Linked DNA regions of Mus musculus: regions 2, 3, 4 and 5 are each linked to region 1. Evidence: chromatin contacts called from public HiChIP or PLAC-seq and promoter capture Hi-C data. All regions are on one chromosome and are shown on one strand. Each heading gives the region's core, a stretch centred on a gene start, on an enhancer-like site or on the middle of the called end of the contact. The rest is flanking DNA. Distances are from core to core; before and after follow the strand shown.

Region 1 (2,929 bases), core at 238-2,737:
TGTTTGGTATACAAAATCATGCTTATTTCAGTATTAGCAAAAACACAAGAAATTTTTCAACACAAACACCCAGCTGTGTCTATTTTAAAAGCAGTTCAATGACAGCTTGCACTTATGAGCATGCAATCAGCTAATTTCGCTTTTTTTTCTTCTGTGTTAATCAACACTTTCCTTCCTGCATATCAGAGTACAAATAGTATAGTTACTCCACATCAGTAAATGTTTACGTAACCTGTCCTTTCCCAAGAATCCGGTTACACCGAATCATTTCACGCTAGACCGACTACGAAAACGTACCGGGCCGTCCACCTCTGAGGGAGCCCCGGGAGCCATTATAAGCGGTGGTGAGAAGGGGGGCTGGGGGATGGGGAGGAGTAGGTGGAGGAGTGAAGGGGAGAGGAAAGGAGGGAGGGAGAAGGGGTGGGTTAGTGAAAGGGGAAGAAGGGAGAGGGGAGGAGGAAGGAAGGCAAGCGCATTGAGGAACCACCAGGGAAAATGGGCCTGAGGAGGAGAAAAGAGTGGGAAGGGAAATGAACAAGACAACCCAGGCTCACAGATCTCTCTAGCTAGGTTGGCAAAGCTCATCACGTCGCCAGGCTCCGTGAGAAACCCCAAGCCTAGAAATCAACCTTTGGCACCAATGTGTTTTGCAAAGCTGATTGCTAGAACCCTGGCCTTTTCCGTCATGCATAGCTTGTTTTAAAGTCAGCGGATATGTAGGAAGAGATCCAAGCAGTGGAAGGATATTTGGGGACAAATAATCAAAGATCTCTTACAACACTCCAATAGATATAAAATTTGCTAGCTATTTGTAATTGTGGATAATTTTCGCTAGCGTTTCCCTCTCTTTCCCTCCCCTCTTTCTGCGCCCCATTTCAAATTTGGGGGGTGAGAACATCAGAATAACTCCCTATTATTTTGAGTATTGCATGTTTCTGGTAGATTTTAGTACCACACATAGGCCCTGTTTTTTCTCCTTCCTTTTTTTTTTTTATATCAAGACTGAGAGATCATTTAGCTAAGAGCTCATCAAAATGAATGCTGGCATGGGTAGAGTATTTTACCTTAAAGAGGAGGGGAAAGATACTCGTGACCTATGTGTCTCCACCTCCCTCTCCTCTCTGGCTACGGCCTCTGCTTACAACGTGGCGCGCTTTGAGCCAGTGAGGATTTGTGATCTGTGTGCTCCGCACTAAATTCCAATCCCTGGGAAATGCTGGGCCTTGGCCCTGGCCCTGGCCGCGATCTTTTTAAAGGCCTTGAATTACAAGCTACCCACTCGTTTCAACCTCCCCACCAAACCATCCCCCAAACCCCAGAAGCTAGGACTGTCAAATCCACCTTCCTTGGGCTCCCCAGAGCATTCCAGCAGCATCCAAGAAGGGTAAGAGCTGATTTCGCCCTACTGGTGTTTCAAGATTGAGGTTTTAAAGAGATAAAGTATTTGTGAAATGGGAAAAAGGAGCAAACATAGGATTTAAAAAAAAAAAAAACGGAAGTAGACGCCCACTCATATTTTCTTCAATGTCAAGCAAAATGAAAATATTTCCAGGATGATCGATCGCGGCTACCGGCTTCCAGTACTGCCTAGAAGCTGAAGAGGAGGTGGAGTGCCCGAGGAGACAACTGCCACCGGGTCACCCGCGCGTGAGCGCGACTCTGGGAGTGAAGCGAGACGGAGGGAGAACACACGTGTTACCTGCTTTATTTCGGGACTGTTTGGGTCTGTGCTCGCCCGGGGCAGCTCTCCGCCCGCCCGCCCGCGTGCGTGGAAGGCCTCCACAGAACGCACCCACCGCTCAGCCGCCCCCGCTCGCCGCCCTCAGCCCAGCTTCACAGCCGAGCTCGCCGCGGGCCGCAGGAAGCTGTAAGTACCGGCCTGGCCGTGGCCGCCCCCGCCCCACCTTCCAGGCCCCGTTCCCCCGATGCCCGGCTCTCCGGAGCTTGCTGGCCCGCTCGCTCCCAGGGCGCTGCCGGGGCCGCCGCGTCCCCAGGGTTCACGCCCTCTCCCGCACCCTCGCAGCTCGCCCCTCCGCCGCGCCCCCCGCCCCGCTCTTCCAGACAAAATTGGATACAAACTTTAATCAATAAGGATAAATATTGACGCGCAAAGGAAAATAATCCCATACAGGGAGGAGGCCACAGTCGAGCGGCCGCGGCCCGGGGCGCACGCCCCACGCTAATCCTGGCCGGGTGGGCGATCTCCCGCCGGTCCCCGCGGCTCCAGGCCTGGGCCCCGCCACCCGGAGGGGGCGGTGAGCGGGGGGCGGGGCCGGGGCGGGGCGGGGATGGGCGGGCCCTGGGCCCCCGATTGGTCGACGGCTAGCCAGACGCTCCTGCACGCCGGCGGCACTGATTGGTTCGGCAGTAGGAAAGGTTAAACCAAAAATTTTTTTACAGCCCTAGTGTGCGCCTGTAGCTCGGAAAATTAATTGTGGCTATAGCTGCCTCGATCGCTGTCTCCTAGCCTCGCTGCGGCCGCTCCGGGACGCGCCCGCCCGCCGCCCGGCTCTCCCCCCCTTCGGGCTGCCGCTGCTGCTGCTGTGACTGCTGCGGCGCGAGGAGGAGGAGGCAGCGGGGGAGGGGGAGGCCGGGCGCGGAACGGAGCGGGGCGCTGCACCCCGGGCGACGGGTTGCTTCTGCCTCTAGCCTCCCTCTCTCTCTCTCTCTCTCTCTCTCTCTCTCTCTCTCTCTCTCTCTCTCTCTCTCTCTATCTCCTCTCCCTCTCTCTCTCTCTCTCCCTCTCTCTTTCTCTCTCTAATTCTTGAGGGGTGGTTGCAGCTTTTGCTACATGCCTTGCCAGCGCCGGAGCCTGCGGTCCAACTGCGCTGCTGCCGGAGCGCTCAGTGCCGCCTCCGCTGCCCGCTCCCCCCGCGCCCCACTCCGAACCCGCTGGTCGCCCGCCGCGCTGCTGCCCGGCTCCCGTGCC
Region 2 (2,929 bases), core at 178-2,677, 970 kb after region 1:
GTCTTAGAACAATGTAGAGAGTACTTTTTTTCCCCCTAGTTGCTTTTCTTATGGAAACATTATCAGCAATGCAAATTTTAATTTTTACGTTTCACATTCATGACCAAAGATTTTGGTTCTTTCAAAAAATTTCTGTAGCCATACATCCATGTGTTTCCAAAAAAATTGGAAAAGGAAGAAATACAGTTTTTAAATCTATGTTTTACCTTTTTCTTTTTGGGGGGGGGTTTGGTTTAAGTTATTGGCTTATAACTTTTTGCCCAGAAGTTTTCTTATTATTCTATTAAACAAAAGATTAAAGTATCTGCAACATTTTACTGCACACTCATTTTTAAATGGAGTGGGTCCTTTGGAAAGTCTTAGGACAGCTAACACTCCATGGAGCTCATGGCTAGGTGCACAAGGGTATCCGCGGAAGAAGGAATTCTAGGATGTATGCAGATGCTGAGGGCTTTAAGTTTATTCAGACAAATAAGTGCTCCATCAGTAAAAGTATTTTGATTCTATTTTCCTCTGGCATCAATGCCCTGAATTATCCTTGAAACTACAAACTATACTGCAGTCATTCTGGATTTCAAACTAAAAGTCAAGTACTTGGATAGCAACCCCTAAGTGTACAAGATACATGAGCCCTGCTATGGAAAAAACTGAAAGCATGCAAAGCATGGAGGAAACCCTGGAAAGATGCTGTCACTGACCCTTCTGCAGAGCTAACACTTAGGGCCCACAGTTCACCTGTCCCAGCAAATCCTATCTTCATCTTTGATCAAGTCCATTGATCAGTTCAGTATGTGTGGTAGGTTCTTCCTACTCTCTCCATTAGATTTTAGCTCTGTTGAGGCCAGACGAAGTTTTTTAGTAAACTTGATGAGTCTCTAAAATAAAAGATGGATTGGAACTTTGAGGTTCCATTTGGTGGCATCAACCAGAAATTTAAATAGTATCTTTCTCAGCTCTAAGTTTTAACGCCCATATTTTATGCATGTGGTCTATCTGTTTTAGTTGTAATATATTTGGATGATGGGGCACCACATCTGGGTAGGATATAATGGATCACGGGCTCAACACTGACTACTGTCGGAAAATCAGAAGGATATTTACAATATAGAGTATTTAATTTATAGCAGAGAAAGGACTTATGACCCCCCAACCCCAGCCCCACATTCATCGTTTTGGTCAGACATATCACATTTTTCTTTTATGCTTTCTCTCCTCACATTTCTCCATCCCACACGATGCAGGTTGAATGTTCAGAGGGATGCCGATTTGATGGAGCCATCACCAGCCCTCTAGGCTTTCCTCTTCGAGGCAGTGGTATACACCCTTCCAGTTCTACCTCTGACTGCTGAAGTGCAGTGCTTACTACTCCTCTCCCTATGCTTGGCTTCACGCTGATGGGAACTTGTGTGTTTATTTTAAAAATCGTTTTGCAACCCTTCACATTCCAGCTCTCAACGCAGCATGCCGTTGCCCAGCAACACTAACTGGGACGCTCCTCACAGGGGCTGCAACCAGAAGCTGCCAACAGCTAACAAGGCCACTGGAAATCATCATCTCACTCGTTCCTGAGTCAATTACCGGAATCCAATGAAGTGTAAGACCTTTAGAGACTCGAGCTGATGGCTTCGGTGCTCTTAGTTCTTTCCTCTATAGAAAGTATTCCATCAATGGCTACTCTCTGCTTCACATTTGGTCGCATTTTCTGCTGAAGATCGGCAACATGATCTTGGAAACCATGAATTGTTTCAACACAAGCATACAGAGGTTATCACACCCGTGCCTGCCTGACTCGAGATTTAAGGTAGCAACAAAAATACATTCCTGTCATAGAGTGTTTTCTATTTCCATTCCATGCTAACATCCTTTTAAGAAAGTTTTGTTTCTTAAAAAAAAAAAAAAATGAGTGCTTAACACAAAGAAAGGTAAAAGTCTTTAGGTAAGGAGTCTCCAGGAAGGTTCTGGAAGTTTTTAGAAGTGCTTTGGGCATTTCTATTATGCTCAGGGCTTGTACTTGGCTACTAAACATCTTTGTAGGCTTTCACATATATTTCACTAGAAGTTTGAGATTTAAACAGAGGATTCTGGTTTACAGGTTTAGGTGGAAGGTGATGGTGTGTATCTGTCCCTGGATCGCTGCCAGTTCTGGGATTGGTGGCTTTTAGGACAGATTTTGTGTTGCAAAAGGTTGAAGGTACAAGATCATTGAAATTGGTTAATAGCTAGGTTACTATGGTGCCATGGGCCATTGAATAAATGGATATAAATGCAAAGAAAAACATTAAGGATCTATTCTGAACCATATCTTGGTTCAGTATTTTAGAATTAAGACTTGGTGGGGGTGGGGGTAGGGAGGCGCTTCCAGGCTAATTAACTGTGCAGAAAATGATGATAGTAATAGTAAATAAGTTGGATTACACAAATAATTCCCCAAATGGCTACAGTCTAGAGCAATGGGTGATCCTGGTAAGAAAACGTTTTATTGCTAAATTAAACTATTTGGATACTTCAATCCTCTACCCTCTTCTAATTGAAGAATTGGGAAATATGGGTTAGAGAAGGGTAGGGAGCGTGGGGGGAGGAACTGTGTGAGGGAGGACAGGGAGGAGAGGGCAGTGATCAGGATGTAAAATGATAAATAAATGAATGGGAAAAACCTTTATAAGCATGAGTCAAAGCCTCAAAACTCACAGTTACTCATTATGATTCTACTAATTGTTCCCAAATCAAATCTTATGCCAAACTAAATTTACTTAAAATAAGATGGAGCTGGCTTCAGACTATCAATCATCATTGTTGTCATCATCATCATCATCACTACCACTATTGAATAGTTTTACTATGTAGCCCAAGTTGGTTTACAACAGCTGTTCCTCTGGCTTATAAGTGCGGAGACTACAGGAATGTGCCTCTATTATACTTAATATAACAC
Region 3 (2,929 bases), core at 180-2,679, 950 kb after region 1:
ACAAACATCTTGAGAGCTTCGCAGGTGTACCAGGATACCGGTGAATCCATTTTGATGGAGATATACCCCTGCTGCCCTGATTAGCTGAAGCTGCATGCCTGGGGAGGTGGCTTGGCCTGCGTGCGTGGATGGGAACTGAGAGTATAAAAGAGTGAGAGGCCCAGGGAGATAAACAAGGGAGATATAAACAAGGGAGATATAAACAAGAAGAAACAGGACTGAATAAACGTTTGCAGAAGGGTCCTGTTGCAGCGTCGTTCTTCCTGGCCAGTTGGGCGCGCGCAAAAATGAAGTACTGATCCAGTCAGCAACATAGATGTTCTTCAAAGGCATTATTTTAAGAGGACAAAGAGGACGAGGAAGGGCTTTAGAGTGACCGAGGCTTTTATGCGTGGTGTTGAACTGCACATTTTACAATTTACAGACATGTACAGCAGACTTTTTGGTACCTTAGCTTAAAGATTGTAACAGATGTGTATTAATAGCTTACTTCATTTTCTCATCAAGATAAAACACTTAGAAACAAGCTATTTAGTGTATCAATTTCCTTAGCCAAGAGATCTAAGAAACTATTTGTATAGCAGTCTCCATAAGATTAATGAGAGAATGGTTGTGAAATGTTTTGAATGCCTTAAAGGGAAGCTGCTATGTGAATATAAAGCATTGTTATTAATTAGGCAGCTATTTTTTGCTTTTGCTATGAAGTTTATGATTGTCTTCATTTTTCATTTTATTTTTAATGAATTGTAACAATAAAATGTGGTAGCCAAGTTATAAAATGAAACAATGTGCTAATGAGGCTAAAATTTGTAATTAGGATTTGAAATATTGGTCTGTCGAAAGATAATTATTCTAATGATTGTTTCTGTGTGTACACAAGCTACAATCTTATGAAGTCCATGTAGCTTACTTTGCAGTTTTTCTGTGGAGCACAGTTCCAGACTGTATGTCCTCTGAGATGTTCCTAGCTTAGTTGTAAGTCTGAAGGGAAAGACCCAGATAGGAGGGAGAAATTCATGCTGATCATAAAAGAATACACTTTTTGAAGTATTGAAGTATTGAAGGTATCTCCAGCTAAATATAGACCCTGACCTTCTTAGAAGACATTTTATCTCTCTGTGAACATTAACTTAAAGGTAGTTTTCAATTCTTGAATCCAATCAAAAATTTAATTTTTTTCCTTTACCAAATACAAAATAAATGATTAGAATATTCCCATTGTAAAATAACTGCCACTACTCATTTTATGGCAGAGTGTGACATTGTCCTGGTCTTTGAAGTCATAGATAATCAAGCTCAATATAGCCCAGACTACGTGAGTTTCTCTATCTATCCACTGATGTGACTTCCTCGGGACCTTTTACTCTGTTCACATCAAGTTCATTCTTCTTTCTATATTATTATGCAAATGTGTCCTCCTATGCCTCTGATTCAACACGAAGTGGGACAAAACTCCTGGAAAGCATCCAGAGGGCCTTTCACGCATGGGAGACACTCAGTGGTAACTCAGGAGTCAGCTGACAATGCAAGACATTTTCTAGTGTGAGAACAAAATTAAGAGGAGAAAATCCATTTGAATTTCTTTGAAAACTGAGGTCATTTAGACTACATTTCTTAAGTGAAATTCAAACTAATTTTTCAGAACAAACCAGTCTCCATAACTCCAAAAGAATATTTTCAAAAACAACATGAGATACAATGGTTCTTTTATTTCTTGAATGCTGTGTGTGTCTTGCTCCAACATATTATTTAATCAGTAGGGCTGGCTCTTCATAGTCATTTAAAGAAATTACCTATAACTAACCTCCTGGATATAACGCAGGACACAAAAGAGAACCACAGAAGAGTACATTTTTTTCTTTTTTTGTTATTTCTCAACAGCATTATTTCTGAGAATTAGAAAATGTAGACAGTTGACCACATGATCCAGCTATCTTGCCTTTTTCAAATGTTGAGATGAATAAAACCATCATATCCTGTGGCAGAGAGATGGATCAAGCAGTTAAAAGCATGTATGCTGCTCTTGAAGAGGATCAGAGTTTGGCTCCTACCATTAAAGTTTGGTGGCTAAAAACTACCTGTAACGCCAGCTCTGGTAGACCAGATATCCTCTCCTGAACTCCACAATAGGAAGAAGTTATGGCAGTCAACTTCTCTAGTTGTTTATGCTCACTAAGCTATGTGAGAGTAATATTGTTTATAGGAATTTACCTAAGTTCATTCAGTAAAGCTTGATGTTAGAAAACCTGTGACTGTGAGTCTCAAAGTTCATTTCCTTCCTGGTACTCCATAAAAGTAGACAGAGGAATCGCATTGGAGGAGTAAAGATTTAGAGGAATATGGGTCTTTTCAACTTCTGTGTACCAGTACATTGAAGGTCATGAAAAATACTTGTTGAATGACTAACAATAAATGCCACTCTTGAAAGCTTCATTAATTCCCTGGGCCACTAGACTGTGAGAGTTTTATATGAATTATTCCGTTTAATCTTTTGTAACCCATGTAGGATTATAGGACTTCCATGGATACCAGGGCTTTTTCTATATCATTTGCGGTTTTCACTTCCACTCTAAGAGAAATCCATCAGTTTTATACTGGAAAGCATTGAAAGTTTTGAGAGAAGATAGTTGCTGATGATCCAAAATTGAGAATTTTATTCTATGAGTTGTAAACGTAGAAATTAAAGGAAAGAAACATAAAAAAGTGTTGTAGAAAATTAAGATACCTGAGGGTCTGAAGAGATGTTTGAGTGGGTAACTGTACAAGTATGCAGACTCCTGTTTGAGTATCCAGCACCCACACAAAGCCTGGGTAAGTATTGCCTGCATGTGTAACCCCAGAACTGGTGGCAGAGATTAGCACAACTCTGGAGGCTACTGGCCAGCCACTATAATCAAAAGCATGATTTCCAGACACACTGACAGACCTT
Region 4 (2,929 bases), core at 207-2,706, 700 kb after region 1:
GGCAAAGATCTTCACATCTCCTATTTCAGTGTGAAAGTTGAAACTATTCCAACAACTTTTACTAATATATGAAAAATAGACAATCTGAATTATAATAAAACAAAAATTATGGGACATTTAAAACACTAGGTTAGATTATGTTATTAGTTTAACTGTAATAATTCAACTTGGGTTCAGGTTAAAAAACAAATTTAGAGATTAACTTACAAAAAATTAATAAAGATCCAAGCCTACTGACACAATTTTTAAATCCAGTCACCCAGAAAGTAGAGACATGAAAATCAGGAGTCTGAGGTCAGCTAGCCTTGACTATATTGGGAGTTAAGGCAGCAAAGAAGAATTTCTAAAGAAAAAAGTTTATAAAAATCCCAAAATATTAAATTAAACAAAGTATAAGTGAATAAAATGATTTAAATTACCGTATCAATTGTTTGCTTGTGTAGATGCTGTCAGAATATTTCAAAGTGTTTGGGAATAGCTTTTTTTTTTTAACTTTATTTATTTTACAGTTTTATTCACATTTCCTAGCCTGGTAGCCCTTTCATCATAGATCTGTGAGAGACTGGTTTTGATGTAATTAAAAAAAAAAAAAACAAGCAGAGCTGTTATTTTTCATTACAGACAAAAGAAATTCTCAATTGATTTTCAAAATCAGATCATTAAAAAGAAACCAATTAAAAATACATTGCTTGTATGTAGAGAAGTATCTTTATATAATCCAAAATCAGATATATCCTATAGATAACAAATTATAGTAAGAGCTATACAAATTTATATATGGCTGTTAATATATGTAAATTGATGTATGCATAAATATGCATGTAGATGTGCATATAGAGAGCTATATATTTTTATGGTTTAACATTAGATACCCGTCATTTTTGCTTTCCTGGAAAATTTTTCCAATATAAAAATGCATTATTTGAACATAAGTAAAATACAGGGTATCTAGTACTCTGAAAACCAATTATCCTGGGAAAAACCATTCAACTGTCTTTTGTGAGCAATGCCATAGAAAAACTATCACCCTATAGAAACAGCCCATCATTATACCACTATAGAAAATGTACTTGTTAGGATGCATATTTACAAAATATAAAAATATCACAATCTGGCAGCTTTCTTTGGGTATCAGAGAAAAAGAAGAAAAAGGTCTTTGTCCTGTGTGACCAGCCACGTATTCTAATCTCCTAGACCATATCTTTCTTTAATGGGAAGGTGAAATGAGAGCATTGTCCTTGTTACTTAGTAAAATAGACAGAACAAAGAGAGCACAGATAATAGCCCTGAGTATCAACATTTATGTTTGAACAGAAAGCTTTGAGGCAGGCTGTGATTTTGATACACTGTGCAAAGTGACTTGTTTTCTGTTGTGAATAACTGAAGTAATAAACAGAGTGTTCCTGCTGACTCTGAGAGCGGTGCTACCTTCTCGCTTGGTTGTAAAAAAAGCGCGTCAGTTACGAACGCACTCCGCTCATATGTGTTTGCTAACTCGGTTCCATGGATGCTGCTGCCTGGAATGATCACTTTGAATTGAAATATGTTTAACTGCAGTTAAAGTTTTAAAACAGCAGTGTTTTTCAGGCAAGGTGAACACATGACAACAGTAATTCCGCAGTTGTAAATTTCTTAAGTTAATAGTTGTATGTTAAAACAGCATCAAGCACCAGCCCAACTTTAGTATTTTTGCATTAAACATGAACTAGGTTATAATTTCGACATATGACATCTCATTTCAAAAATTATTTTTTCATAGGCAGTTATTTATACTCTGAAACATTTTAATTTCTTGAATTAAAGGATGCAATGTAGGTAAAGATATTCCTATATTTTCAAGTTCTCTTTTGATTGGTAAGGGACAGTGCAGGCCCATCTGTTTTGCAGCAAAGAAAGCCCCAAACCATCTGTGTAGAGCCACATGCCAGCTAAAACACAGGGATATGCACAGTTTTTTTGTTATGAAAAATTTTGCAGAATTTTTTCTGTATTAGTGTGAATAAATTAGCAACAACTAAATTAAAGAAATCTTTGGAGAACATATTAACTTTCTAGTGCCTACACTAAATTATATCTATTTAGAATTTATGGAGCTGGTATTGTCCCCATATGAATTTTTCCTTACTGTTTTGAATTTTATACTGAAAATTCATCACTGTCTACAAGTAAACAGCTTCATTGTTAATAACGTAAGGTGATTTTTGTAAAACTGATTTTGATTGGGCAATTCGTTAGTGTTCGAATTTTAATAATTCTTGGGAGATATTCATAGTAATATAGTTAAAAATCTATATACATTGCACTATTTTCACAATATCTAGTAAATGTGACTACATTATGACATATTCTAAAAAATACTTTTGGCTTTTTTTTTTCAGTAACTCTGATAAACTATTTTTGGATTCAGCCAGAGTAATTTGAATCAATTGCTGTCTTTTTGGGAGCAAATAAGCATATTGAGTGATAAATTTAACATTAATCATTTTTCATAATTATATGGTTCTGAACAATTATATTAATATACTTAAAGTGCCTCTAGCTTGAAAATACATTATAGCGCATCCAATAATGGGCTTTTTGCCTAAGCAAAGTTACCATCTGAGCCCCTTTTTCCAAAAAATCAGAGAATCATATACAGGCTGATAATCTTTCCAAACATTTGAAATATCAAATTTTATGATCTTCTAGAAAGTCTTTTATCTTCAGTCTACATTAGTTTGTGTATGATTGCTATTTGATGCGTTAGGAAATTGCAAACAGAAGAGCCATGTGAACGCATATTAGCTCCTAACACAGAGTAAGTACCGATGAGATATGTTACTCTCCGGGGGAGACCTTTTCTGCTACGTTTTACATTGGTGTTGAAAATGCTTATTATCTGTTTAAAAAACATTAAAAGCTTTAAATTCAAGCAGCTCGTTTTTCATTT
Region 5 (2,929 bases), core at 303-2,802, 660 kb after region 1:
ACTTCTGGGTTTTAGAGGGAAGCAATCTCTCACTTGGGTGTGAGATGGCATATTTGTCTACTGACTCAAACATTGCTAGCGTTTTATTGGCTGTACTGAATTTAAAGTAGTATGGAGGGCTTGGGAACAAAATGTAGATGATTAGGACATATGAACACAAATTAGACAGAGGCAGTAAGCATTACTTGATCATTGTAAAAGGTTTCCAATTAATGGAAGAGTTTAGTATATTAAAGATAAATATTTCAAAGAAAGCATTGTGTTTTCCACTTCTGACATCTTTTAAAAATTATATTTGAAGGTTTAAAACATGAAACCAAGGATCAAAAGAGCCTCACAGAGGCTGACTCTATAAGTGTGGATCTGTAGATTTTGTCCATTTCTAATTTTTCCACATTGTCTGTGCTGACAACCTCCCTGATGCTAATTCTTTTAGAGATGACAACATGATCTTAATGTCCATTATCTAACCAGTGAAATGTATCATGCCTAAGCTCAAAGTTTACTGATGTGTTTACATTTGCAAATGTAAGAATACTTTTGTTACTATTAAATTACCATATGTATGAAACTCAAGAAGAATGAAGACTAAAGTGTGGACACTATGCCCCTCCTTAGAATTGGGAACAAAGCACCCATGGAAGGAGTTACAGAGACAAAGTTTGGAGCTGAGACGAAAGGATGGACCATCTAGAGACTGCCATATCCAGGGATCCACCCCATAATCAGCTTCCAAACGCTGACACCATTGCATACACTAGCAAGATTTTATCGAAAGGACCCAGATGTAGCTGTCTCTTGTGAGACTATGCTGGGGCCTAGCAAACACAGAAGTGGATGCTCACAGTCAGCTATTGGATGGATCACAGGGCTCCCAATGGAGGAGCTAGAGAACCCAAGGAGCTAAAGGGTTCTGCAACCCTATAGGTAGAACAACATTATGAACTAAGCAGTACCCCGGAGCTCTTGACTCTAGCTGCATATGTATCAAAAGATGGCCTAGTCAGCCATCACTGGAAAGAGAGGCCCATTGGACATGCAAACTGTATATGCCCCAGTACAGGGGAAAGCCAGGGCCAAAAAAAATGGGAGTGAGTGGGTAGGGAAGTGGGGGGGGGAGGATATGGGGGACTTTTGGGATAGCATTGGGAATGTAATTGAGGAAAATATGTAATAAAAAAATTCTATAGTACTGTCAAATAGTTTATAACAAAACCCAACCAAACTAAAGTAATGATGTTGTGGTGAGAATTTTAGCTAGCCCTTTCTGAAAGCAAGCCTGTAGAAAGTATATGTGTAGAGGACTCATCTCTAATCCCTATGACTGGATAGACACTCCCTTAGCACACACCATTAATACCAAACAATGTCGGTAGGGTTAGTTTGTAGAAGGAAGTACTCTTGTTTGAAAGTGACTTCTAATTAAGGGGCAGACAAAGTGATGAATCAGAAAAACTTGACAGAATGAGTCAGAGATAGAATACTCCCCCTCTTGTGTGAACAGGACAGGAAAGAAAAGTGACTTATGAGCCTGGAGTGAGTCACTGCAGTGAGAATCAGTACATTGAGTACAGTACAGTAGATCTGAGTTCCTTCATGAGTTCATGCAGTTCCGTGCATGCCTGCAGAGAGAGTTGAAGCCAGATAATTAAAAGAAACCAGAAGATTAGAACAGATTGACAAGCTAGGCAGTGGTGGCGCATGCCTTTTATCCCAGCACTTGGGAGGCAGAGGCAGGTAGATTTCTGAGTTCAAGGCCAGCCTGGTCTACAGATTGTGTTCCAGGACAGCCAGGACTATACAGAGAAGCAATGTCTGGAAAAAATAAACAAAAGAATAGATTGACAGAGTTAATTTGAAAACAAAAAGAACAATTTAGTCAAAAGCCAAGAGCAGCCAGATTTAATTAGTATGATTGGAAGATTAGATTGTATAGAGACAATAAAGCCAAGCCTTATGGATGCTCACAGTCATCTATTGGATGGAACACAGGGCCCCCAACGTAGGAGCTAGAGAAAGTACCCAAAGAGCTGAAGGGCTCTGCAACCCTATGGGAGGAACAACAGTATGAACTAACCAGTACCCAGAGAGCTCATGTCTCTAGATGCATATGTAGCAGAAGATGACCTAGTTGGCCATCTTTTGGAGGAGAGGTCCTTGGTCTTGCAAAGATTATATGCTCTAGTACAGGGAATGCCAGGGCCAGGAAGCAGGAGTGGGTGGGTTGGGGAGCAGGGCAGGGGAGGCTATAGGGGACTTTGGGGATAGCATTTGAGATGTAAATGAAGACAATATCTAATAAAAATTGTTAAATTAAAAAAAATAAAGCACTTTCCTACCATTGTGAAGAAAAAAAATTGGGTTCAGCCCTAGTTGTGTATTCACACAGTTTGGGTTCACAGTTTGGACACAGCTCTCATCTTACCATGTCATCAGAGGAATAAAAGTTACTTTTACATGTATGCTAATTGGAAATCATAGAATGCCAAAGGTGTTCCCAGTACAGGATGTGTAGAAGCATGTGTTTTTACAAGCTTAGAGACACACCAAACTCATCTCTTGTGAGGAGCGGGTGTGGCAGCAGTCCCAAGTTGGCGCCCGGGACTGCAGCTAAGTGTTATTGACTTGCACCTGACTTCCTCATCCACCTGAAAATAAGCCATGACCATCATGAGAGCTGCACAGGTGCACCATGATGCTGGCAGTTTAAATAAGTCCATATTTGGTGGAGACACGCCCCTGCCGCCCTGTTTGGCTGAAGCTGCGTGCCTGATGAGGTGATGTGGCCTGCTGTGAGTGGATGGGGACTGAGAGTATGTAAGAGTGAGAGGCCCCGGGTTCGGGGGAGATAGATGGTGAGAAAGATGAAGAGAGATAAAGTTGAAGCAAGAGAGATGAAGACTGAAGTTTGCTGAATAAACTGCTATTA

The links. Promoter capture Hi-C pulls out the DNA fragments that hold promoters and counts their contacts. HiChIP or PLAC-seq counts read pairs in DNA pulled down with a chosen protein or histone mark.
Region 2: an H3K4me3 HiChIP or PLAC-seq map of forebrain shows a contact between it and region 1, with 5 times the contacts expected there. The contact joins the enhancer-like site here to the promoter of Foxg1 in region 1. A contact is called at or near these places in 3 of 39 promoter capture datasets (embryonic stem cells, frontonasal cranial neural crest and hippocampal neurons), 6 of 115 datasets of contacts at active chromatin or transcription factors (astrocytes, embryonic basal ganglia, embryonic forebrain and 3 more) and 2 of 9 other capture datasets (adipose tissue and pancreatic islet).
Region 3: an H3K4me3 HiChIP or PLAC-seq map of stem cell-derived neural progenitor cells shows a contact between it and region 1, with 21 read pairs. The contact joins the enhancer-like site here to the promoter of Foxg1 in region 1. A contact is called at or near these places in 3 of 39 promoter capture datasets (embryonic stem cells and frontonasal cranial neural crest), 1 of 15 datasets of contacts at CTCF or cohesin (the NIH/3T3 cell line), 8 of 115 datasets of contacts at active chromatin or transcription factors (embryonic basal ganglia, embryonic forebrain, embryonic hindbrain and 5 more) and 2 of 9 other capture datasets (liver and pancreatic islet).
Region 4: a contact with region 1 is called in a promoter capture Hi-C map of hippocampal neurons, with 8 times the contacts expected there. The contact joins the enhancer-like site here to the promoter of Foxg1 in region 1. A contact is called at or near these places in 2 of 39 promoter capture datasets (both in hippocampal neurons), 2 of 484 Hi-C or Micro-C datasets (both in cortical neurons), 8 of 115 datasets of contacts at active chromatin or transcription factors (craniofacial prominence, embryonic basal ganglia, embryonic forebrain and 5 more) and 1 of 9 other capture datasets (adipose tissue).
Region 5: a FOXA1 HiChIP or PLAC-seq map of pancreatic cancer cells shows a contact between it and region 1. The contact joins the enhancer-like site here to the promoter of Foxg1 in region 1. A contact is called at or near these places in 5 of 39 promoter capture datasets (the 3T3-L1 cell line, embryonic stem cells, liver and 1 more) and 7 of 115 datasets of contacts at active chromatin or transcription factors (the NIH/3T3 cell line, SST interneurons, embryonic basal ganglia and 4 more).

The regions. Positions count from the first base shown.
Region 1 is chr12:49,381,520-49,384,448 of GRCm38.p6, forward strand. It overlaps Foxg1 (forkhead box G1), which reads left to right and starts at 1,488. Exons shown (of 2, transcript NM_008241.2): 1 at 1,488-1,867; 2 at 2,782-2,929. It overlaps Gm34304 (predicted gene, 34304), which reads right to left and starts at 309. Exons shown (of 2, transcript NR_168648.1): 1 at 298-309.
Region 2 is chr12:50,351,179-50,354,107 of GRCm38.p6, forward strand. All of the region lies in intron 17 of Prkd1 (protein kinase D1), which reads right to left. Among named protein-coding and RNA genes, the nearest start is that of Gm34523, 130 kb to the left of the region's middle. Within about 2 kb of position 1,428, at least 36 of the 459 cell types and tissues checked have an H3K27ac peak or open chromatin away from gene starts, as enhancers often do. A contact at or near this core is called in forebrain and hippocampal neurons, where this site is marked.
Region 3 is chr12:50,331,967-50,334,895 of GRCm38.p6, forward strand. No RefSeq gene overlaps it. Among named protein-coding and RNA genes, the nearest start is that of Gm34523, 110 kb to the left of the region's middle. Within about 2 kb of position 1,430, at least 8 of the 459 cell types and tissues checked have an H3K27ac peak or open chromatin away from gene starts, as enhancers often do. A contact at or near this core is called in stem cell-derived neural progenitor cells, where this site is marked.
Region 4 is chr12:50,079,880-50,082,808 of GRCm38.p6, forward strand. The region is part of intron 2 of Gm40419 (a long non-coding RNA gene); the gene reads right to left. Among named protein-coding and RNA genes, the nearest start is that of Gm40418, 39 kb to the right of the region's middle. Within about 2 kb of position 1,457, at least 14 of the 459 cell types and tissues checked have an H3K27ac peak or open chromatin away from gene starts, as enhancers often do. A contact at or near this core is called in cortical neurons, embryonic forebrain, forebrain and 1 more, where this site is marked.
Region 5 is chr12:50,037,654-50,040,582 of GRCm38.p6, forward strand. All of the region lies in intron 2 of Gm40419 (a long non-coding RNA gene), which reads right to left. Among named protein-coding and RNA genes, the nearest start is that of Gm40418, 81 kb to the right of the region's middle. Within about 2 kb of position 1,553, at least 27 of the 459 cell types and tissues checked have an H3K27ac peak or open chromatin away from gene starts, as enhancers often do. A contact at or near this core is called in pancreatic cancer cells, where this site is marked.